Linked DNA regions of Sus scrofa: all the other regions are linked to region 1. The links are chromatin contacts, called in public HiChIP or PLAC-seq maps. All regions are on one chromosome and are shown on one strand. Each heading gives the region's core, a stretch centred on a gene start, on an enhancer-like site or on the middle of the called end of the contact. The rest is flanking DNA. Distances are from core to core; before and after follow the strand shown.

Region 1 (2,724 bases), core at 94-2,593:
TTCAGACTAAACTAAAATGATTATTTTAGGCTCATATAACACAGGCAGCAAAAGTAGGCATTGAACCCAGACTTCAAAGTCTTTTATGAAAAAAATCAACTTTGAAGACAACATGAAGAAATTGTATCCCAAGTTTAACCTTATCATGAAATCAGACAGAATTTATCTATACAGACCAGTGCCACATAAACTTAATCATTGATCAGGATGTACAGAAATATCGAACACAGTCTATAATTTCCATCACAAGAAAGCATGGTTCCTTTCTTGCGTCTGGGAATTTCAGTCTTGGACCAGTTCCTTCATCATCAAATGTGTGTTGGGCAGATTTATGTTCCCCACTCTGAGGTACTGAGGGTACCAGGAACAAAACAGATGGTCCCTCCTCTCTGGGAGCTCCTGTTACACCCCAGGGGGAGCGAAGTGGACACAATAAATAAGTAAGCAAGAACACATCAGATCAGGAAAGCTTATAAAGAAAATAAAGCCGGGTATGGGGTTGTGAGTAATTTGGAAAGTGGGGGTAACTTTAGGTCAGGTGGCCAAAGGAGGTCCCTCTGAGAAGGGGACCTATAGCTAACATCATCCCCTAGAGCAGGGCCCAGCACCAGATGGAAAGCGGAGGCTGAGCCATTTAAAAATGAGGAATTTCAGGATGCCAACGGCAGAGCATTAAACTGATACCAGAGCATGGGGTGAAGGACGTATGTGCAGGAAGCCGGGGCTACCTGGAAGACAAGAGCAAGAGCAAGGGTAGGAATCAACCTGGTGCATTTGAAGAACTGAAAAGCGGCCCACGTGGTGGAGGCAGCGGGAGGAAGGGGAAGTGGGATGTCAAGTGAAGAGGAAGACGATGCATATCGAGGGATGGGCGGGGCCCTCAGTAACGACTGTTTCTAGTAACGGGATCATTGCGGAGGACTGTACAAAGGGCGATGATATGGTCTGGCTGCCTGATTTTAAAAGACTCGAATCTGACTGGAAACCATAAGCTTGTGGGCTTGATCCCTGGCCTCCATCGGTGGGTTGGGGAGTGGGGATCCAAGCGTTGCCGTGAGCTTCGGTGTAAAGTCGCAGAGGCGGCTCAGATCTGAAGTTGCTGTGGCTGTGATGTGGCTCCAGTTCTACCTCCATGTGACGCAGATGCGGCCGTAAAAAGCAAAAAAAAAAAAAAAAGAGAGAGAGAGAGAGAGAGAGACTACTGTGGTTGCCATGAAGGATGGTTCATTGCACAGTCAGGGCAGCCAGTGAGGGAAGCGGTTTTTCATCACCAGGACAGACGGCTACACAAGGGCGGCTCCTTGGGCAGAGTGAGAAGTGGCCTGATTCCGGCTTACTTGGGAGGCAGGGCTGGACTATGAGTTGAGGGAAAGGGCAGAATCACGCGGGGACGGCTGGGGTTGTGATGAGCTAGGGGTGGACTGTGACACCATCTCCCCGATGAGAAAGGCTAGGGCATGTGGCCCTTCCTTCCCCCACCCTCTCCGACACTCAAAGCCAACCTTCTGCTGGCAGGTTTCTCAGACCATGTGGCCCACAGGCATTTCAGACTCAACAGTTCCTAATACAGCTTTTTCTCCTCAGGCTCGCCTTACCATGGTTTCCCTGTCACCAGACCTAGACATTTGGGAATTAGCCCAGACTTTGCTCCCTCCTTCAGTCCAGTGGCCAACCCAAGCAGACTGCCAGATGATGTGTTGTATCTGGGCTCACAGAATGTCAAGACTCATGTGAGTTAATGGTTTTAGAAGCATTATTATTGACAAACTAAAGCATGTAGGAATCAGCAGACCATCAGAGCGAATAAGTGAAATCATACATAATGAAAATCAACCCTTTCTTTAAATTCTGGCCACATTGTTATGACTCTGGCAAATGTGTTTTAATTTGGTTCTTGATCTCCATGGCAACAGGATGGGTAAAAATATTAGATTGGATTACAACTGTAGCCTATCTCAATGACCTGTGAAAGAGTAAATCTATCAAAGTTGTGAATTAATATGATTATTTCCTTATGGTAAGTGAAAGTGAATATTTTTTTATGTATTTAATTATTGTTTTGCTTTTTAGAGCTGCACCCGAGACATACGGAGGTTTCCAGGCTAGGGGTCAAATCGGAGCTACAACTGCTGGCCTACGTCACAGCCACAGCAATGCCAGATCCGAGCCACATCTGTGACCTACACCACAGCTCATGGCAACTCCAAATCTCTGACGCACTAAGCGAGGGCAGGGATTGAACCCACATCCTCATGGATACTAGTTGGATTTGTTTCCATTGTGCCACAATGGGGACTCCCAAAAGTGAATGCTTTTTAAAAATTATGTGTCCACAATAAGAAAAAAACCCAAATTCAGTCTCTGGGGATAGAACATGATGGAAAATAATATAAGAAAGGGGATGCAGGAATTCCTGTTGTGGTGCAGTGGAAGCGAATCCAATTAGTATCCATGAGGATGCAAGTTTGATCCCTGGCCTTGCTCAGTGGGTTGGGGATCCCGAGTTGCTATGGCTATGGTGTAGCCTGGCAGCTGTAGCTCAGATTCAACCCCCTAGCCTGGGAACTCCTACATGCGGTGGGTTCAGCCCTAAAGAAGAAAAAGAAAAAAGAAAAAAAGAAAGCGAATGCATATATATGTATGACTGGTTCACTTTGCTGTACAGCAGAAATTGGCACAAATTGTAAATCAACTATAGTCTAATATAAATTAAAAAACAGTAAA
Region 2 (2,724 bases), core at 77-2,576, 250 kb after region 1:
GGCATCCTTTTTTGCTCTTAGCCCCTATCACACTGTATCATTATGGCCAGTGGGTCTCTTTCACAACCCAAACCCAAAGCTCCACAAAGACCATAGACTATCTTTTTTATTTGTATCTCCCACTAGCACCCTGCCTGATGGTCCTTAATAGGTACCCAATAAAGTTTACTGAATAAATTAATGAGAAGAAAGATGGATGGATGGATGGATGGATGGATGGTGAATTGTAGATTAGGGCTGACTTCTGTAAAAGCAATAAACTGAAGCCCAAGGACCTCTAAGCCAATTGCTGCAACTCAGAACACTGCCTAGGAGCTAAAATTCTGAAGATCACTTGGCTTCCTCTTCATCTCACTAGGATGAAGGGGGAGGAGGTTGAGGGGGGAAGAGATTGAGAGAGTGAGACAAGTTGGAGACAAGATGATATTCTTGCCCCTTTTTCTCTCCTTCAAGATTCCCATTCCTCAGGCCTCTACTGACAAAAATAAGATAATACAACATGCAATTTTGGTCTTCAAACACAGCCTTAATGAACTAAAATGTTGACATTTTCCAGATGTGTTTTCTCTTTACTTGAATGATGATTCCTCTTTCTTGCTGATAAGATTCTGGTGACCCAGCATGGTAAGAGGTAGAAAGATAAGTTCTCCCTTCACACATCTCCTTTTGAAGTCTGGAGAAACTCTCTCCACTTTAAAAAAGAAAGGAAGGAAGGGAGGGAGGGAAAGAAAGCAAGAGAGAAAGACAGGAAGGAAGGAAAATATTCAGTGGAAGAAGAGGTTTCTCTGAAGGAGAAGTTGGAAGGAAATAAAATAGAAACTCCTTTATTCATCAAAGTTAAACTCAATGGCGTTTTCCTCAAAACTGTCCTTTACTTCTCCTTTCATGTCACTTATGCAACTACAAGTTAGTATATAACTTAAGTTCCTTGCAGAGAATTTGCTGAACAAGTCGGAGGATTGCTGAGTCACCCAAACCAGTCAGGACACTGGCTGTGACCGTGAGGCATGCCAGCCCCTTGACAGAAAGCACATTCTTGGACAGTTACAGCTTGGTGCACCCTCTGCACTGTGCTTTTCATTAGAAGGCAATGGAGCTTCCATGGTAGAAGCCACCTCCTGAATTCAGTGGGTCATTTTTCCCCCAGAACATTCCCTGAACAGGAAAATCCTACTCTGTGGTCCTGCCCAGCAGGCATCCACCTTAAGGTAATTAGGATAAAGAAGAAAGACAGACATCTGACTCTTTCTCATTCGGAACCTCCTCTGAGGCAACAGTCCTAGTCATAGGTGTCTGCCTTGCTGCTTAGCTCTGCCAAAGTGGCCATTACAGCTGGGCAAGTAGGCTTTCAGATGTGCATCAGAGCACAGTCACTGTTGTGAGAATCCAGGATAACACCCTATAACCAGATCTTCTGTATTTTTGTAAGGAAACCTGAAATAGTGTTCAAGGTAGAAATGTCTTTATTGCATTCTAAGGGAGCGTAACTGATATTACCAGGAAGTCCCAAATACCAATGAGGGAGGTTTGTTTCCCACAATCAGACTGGTACAGACCCTCGTGAGCACCAGGCAGGAGTTCTGCTCTCGTTCCCTGTCCCCAGGGCCTGGGCTGTGAGCTGTGTCTCTTGTATCCTTTGTGTCAAGCCCTGGGCCACAAACATGACAGATAATTGGTAAACATCTGAGGATGGTGACTGTAAAGGGAAGATAAAGAAGATATAATCCTTCCCCCCAAGGGACTTTTCTTGAAAGAAATCATATTTAGGAAAAAAATACTTGATGAGAGGCCATGTGGAATTATAAAACAAGTAGGTTTTAGAGTGAGATCTCTCTCCTGACCTGGTATCCCACTTAGTCACTTAGAAGCTGTGTGACTGTGGGAAGGTTACTGAACATCTCTGAGCCTCAGTTTTTTTTTTCATCTGTAAAATAAAAGTTGTAAGGATTAACTGCAGTGAGGATGTGCTGCACCTTGCAAAGAGTAGGCATTCAATCAATAGAAGTTTTTGTTGTTGTTTTTGTTTTTTGCCATTCTGATTAAAAGCCCTATTGGTGTGGAGTCAGCTCATGAGAGAAGGCTTGGCATGATGGGCCAGTGAGATTTGGAGTAGACTTGAAAGGATGGGTGGAATCAAGAAGAAGAAAGAAGAGGTTAGTGGCCCAGGCCAGGGGATGATACCAAAGTGTTTTTATAGAAAAGGTATTATTGTCAGATTATCCTAGAGAAGTGGGCTTCAGGTACTTGAAGTGGGGTGAGGAGCAACACTCCAGCTATAACACCTAAAACATCGATGTTTTGAAGGAAAAAAATCTGTCAAGGAACACTTTACAAGAATGGGGAGCTTGTGACAAAAGACTGCTAATGACCCTTCTATGTCACATGCTTGTTTTCCTCATAGGAGAACAAGTCTGTAAACTGAGGTCTCCTCCAAAGACAGGGAGTTTCTAGGGTCAGAGAAGATGGCTTTGCCACTATTTTCCTGACTGAAAATTTGTGCTAATGAGTTAAGAGGAAAAACAAAACAAAACAAAAACCCAAAAATGCTACATGCTATTATGGCAAGTGTTACTTCTGGCTCTCCATCAGTCTGGTGTTTTTACGCAGTAGCCAGCTGCCAGCTTTGCTAGCCTGAATATACCCAGATCCTATTTTTATACACTGACACTCACACCCCAGTGCAAGTTACTAGTTCACTGGCATTTGTGGGTGGGGCAAAGAGTT
Region 3 (2,724 bases), core at 64-2,563, 210 kb after region 1:
TTCAAAACACTGGGAGTTTACAGAGGCTGGTTCTATAAAATGAAAGTAGCTGCATACCAGAGCCTGCATCTCTCCCATGTCCCCAGTTGTTAGAATTAAAGTTTGTTAATTCAGTGGGAACAAAACCATTTGACAGCCAAACCTGAGACTAGTTTGGGAAACCCATTGTTTAGAAATGGCTTTACAATAAAATTGGAAATTCAGGTTTAAAAAAAGAAAAAGAAAAAAGGATGAAAGAAAAGGGTGAGACCAGTTCCCGGTCAACCCACAGTTGCCACAGCCTCCTGCACAGTTACTTCCTGACAAACACCAGGTTACAGCTGTGGGGACAATGTCTGTCTCACCAACCTAGCAGCAAGCGGTATCCCAGTGCCTTATGTAACCTGGGGCTAAACGGTGACAAAGGCATTAGGAAAGCAGAGCCTTCTTAACTGATGGGGATTACAACACACATGCCAAAGGAATCACTGCCTCTGTGATCTTTTCAATCTTGGAGCAGAGAAAAGAGTATTTGCTGAGTCATCCTTCATGCCAGGAAATAGTTAATGGAACATCTCCCAAAACATCTGAGTCCCAGAGAATAGTTACTGCTTTGAAAAATTCCAATTCAAGTTTTTCATCTTGCCTCCTTTTCAAAAATAGCTCCTAGGAGGGGAGGCAGAAGCCATCTCTGCTTCCATAACAAATGTGTTTGGGTAGCAGGACTCACTTCCCTTCCCAGATTTTGGGAGCACCTGAGGCCTCCACTTGGAAAATGCAGATGTGATGGGGAGCAGTGTAGCCTCCTGCTGGGCAAAGCCCTTCTGGGTCCTGGGGTCCTGGAGTCCGGCAGTGCCTTCTCTCAGTGTTTTGCTTTTTATTTATTTGTGCTCTTAATGTTAAAGAAAAAAATTTGATTAGGGGCTTATCTTTGGCCTTTCGCTTAGAACAAAAGCCAGTGGCAGTTGCTGAGGGAAGGGAGGGAAGGTGTGGGATGGACTGGAAGTTTGGGGTTAGTAGATGCAAAGTGTTACATTTAGAATGGATAAGCAGTGAGGTCCTACTGTACAGCACAGGGAACTATATCCAGTCTCTTGGGATAGAACATGACAGAAGATAATATGAGAAAAAGAATGTATATATAGGTACTGCCACTTTCTGTACAGCAGAGATTGGCACAACATTGTAAATCAACTATACTTTAATTTAAAAAAATTTTTTTTTAAAAAACCAGTCATTCAGAAAGCTGTAGATGAGGCTTGTGAAGACCACAGCAGAAAATGAATTTGCATTTTGTGGCCTGATCTGTGAGTGTGACTTTGACCACGAATGAGATTTCCACATCCATTGGCCAGGCTCAGGGATTAGCAATTTTTCAGAAGTACCAAGCCAAGTTGCCAGCTCCATTCTTCAGACTTGAGTCTGTGGGTGGCACTGAGTGAGCCTGACTCTCTTGGGGAGTAGGGTAAGGGGAGGGGGAGGATTATTCTGAATTAGTGGAGGGCGACCAGGGACAACTTTATTTGTGACCTATGGTTGGATTCAAGAAGCCCAAGGGGGGCTTGCTGTTACAGTCTCTTGGAGAGCTTCCGTTTTAGTATCTGCAGGGTTATTTGATTTTTAGAAAATAGATGTATTGTATTCCATAGCATGGTGGTGTGGGTGTGTTTGAAATGGATATATGTCTTGTTTTTCAAACATTCTCCCCCAAGTCTCCCTAAAATAACTTCCTTTTCAAAGTTCTACTGGTGAAGGTTTATCAGTATAAATTCAGTTGTAAGTGTAACCTCATCTTTTCAATTGTTGATACCTTTAAGCCTGTTGTGGTGAGTTGGTTCGGTCTGTTTTCACACTAAATTGTGAATAATGCAATCAGGTTGCTTTCTTTCTAACACCTGGCTCACACACTAACTGGAGAGGGAGTGCTGGAGGAGGAAAATGTACGTTGACCAGAGAGAACTAGGAAGGAGGGCTCAGAGTGAGCACTGGCCATTAGCCAGCAGGCGCATGCGCACACCGGGATGGGGAAAGGCTGTTGGGCAGAAAGAAGGGCAAAGATAAACTTCTTCCCTTGTTGCAAATGTAAACAAAGCTGACCCTGGTTCAGGGAGGTAAGATGTGGGCTCTCCTAACGGTGCTTTGGCTGAAAAGAAAAGGAGCAAAGGTAGGCAAGAATTTTATTAGCACAGTGAGACGTGGCAATTGCTGATGTGTTGATTCCTCTTCAAGGGTACCCGGAAATCTGATTTTGTGACAAGAGCTGGTTTTAACGTCACATTCATTAGTTGGGGGCCCATCATTGCCAGGAATACCTTCAGTTATTTCCCGGACTTAATCCCTAGTTAGTCCAGGTCTGTGGCATACCAGCTCACTGGAACATGAGTGGCTACAGGTAAAGAAGTGACTTCATTGTATTTAAACTGGGGTTTATAAACTTCGTTGGATGTGTGGTTGCCATTTGGGGAGACCCACATAACACCCAAAACTTTGGACGACCCACTCTGTAGCAAGGCGGGTCAGTGGGCCGCACACCAGCTTGGGAGGCACGTGCGCATGCGCACTGATGATGGCGCCAAGCTAATTGAGACTAAGGACCGAAAGAGCCATTGCTAGAATCCAATTAGACGGATGGAGTTAGAGATTACACAGATAACTCTGATTAAGACATCAATCTAGCTCAATTTTACAAGGCCTCTATTTGAAATGAGGTGGTATTTGACTATAATAAAATAGTATAATAAGTAG

The links. HiChIP or PLAC-seq counts read pairs in DNA pulled down with a chosen protein or histone mark.
Region 2: a contact with region 1 is called in an H3K27ac HiChIP or PLAC-seq map of alveolar macrophages. The contact joins two enhancer-like sites. A contact is called at or near these places in 1 of 47 Hi-C or Micro-C datasets (embryonic fibroblasts) and 1 of 2 datasets of contacts at active chromatin or transcription factors (alveolar macrophages).
Region 3: an H3K27ac HiChIP or PLAC-seq map of alveolar macrophages shows a contact between it and region 1. The contact joins two enhancer-like sites. A contact is called at or near these places in 3 of 47 Hi-C or Micro-C datasets (embryonic fibroblasts and skeletal muscle) and 1 of 2 datasets of contacts at active chromatin or transcription factors (alveolar macrophages).

Annotation. Positions count from the first base shown.
Region 1 is chr6:105,712,353-105,715,076 of Sscrofa11.1, forward strand. No RefSeq gene overlaps it. Among named protein-coding and RNA genes, the nearest start is that of CLUL1, 6.4 kb to the left of the region's middle. Within about 2 kb of position 1,344, at least 5 of the 83 cell types and tissues checked have an H3K27ac peak or open chromatin away from gene starts, as enhancers often do. A contact at or near this core is called in alveolar macrophages, where this site is marked.
Region 2 is chr6:105,962,250-105,964,973 of Sscrofa11.1, forward strand. All of the region lies in intron 3 of COLEC12 (collectin-12), which reads left to right. Among named protein-coding and RNA genes, the nearest start is that of THOC1, 76 kb to the right of the region's middle. Within about 2 kb of position 1,327, at least 5 of the 83 cell types and tissues checked have an H3K27ac peak or open chromatin away from gene starts, as enhancers often do. A contact at or near this core is called in alveolar macrophages, where this site is marked.
Region 3 is chr6:105,927,273-105,929,996 of Sscrofa11.1, forward strand. All of the region lies in intron 2 of COLEC12 (collectin-12), which reads left to right. Among named protein-coding and RNA genes, the nearest start is that of THOC1, 110 kb to the right of the region's middle. Within about 2 kb of position 1,314, at least 8 of the 83 cell types and tissues checked have an H3K27ac peak or open chromatin away from gene starts, as enhancers often do. A contact at or near this core is called in alveolar macrophages, where this site is marked.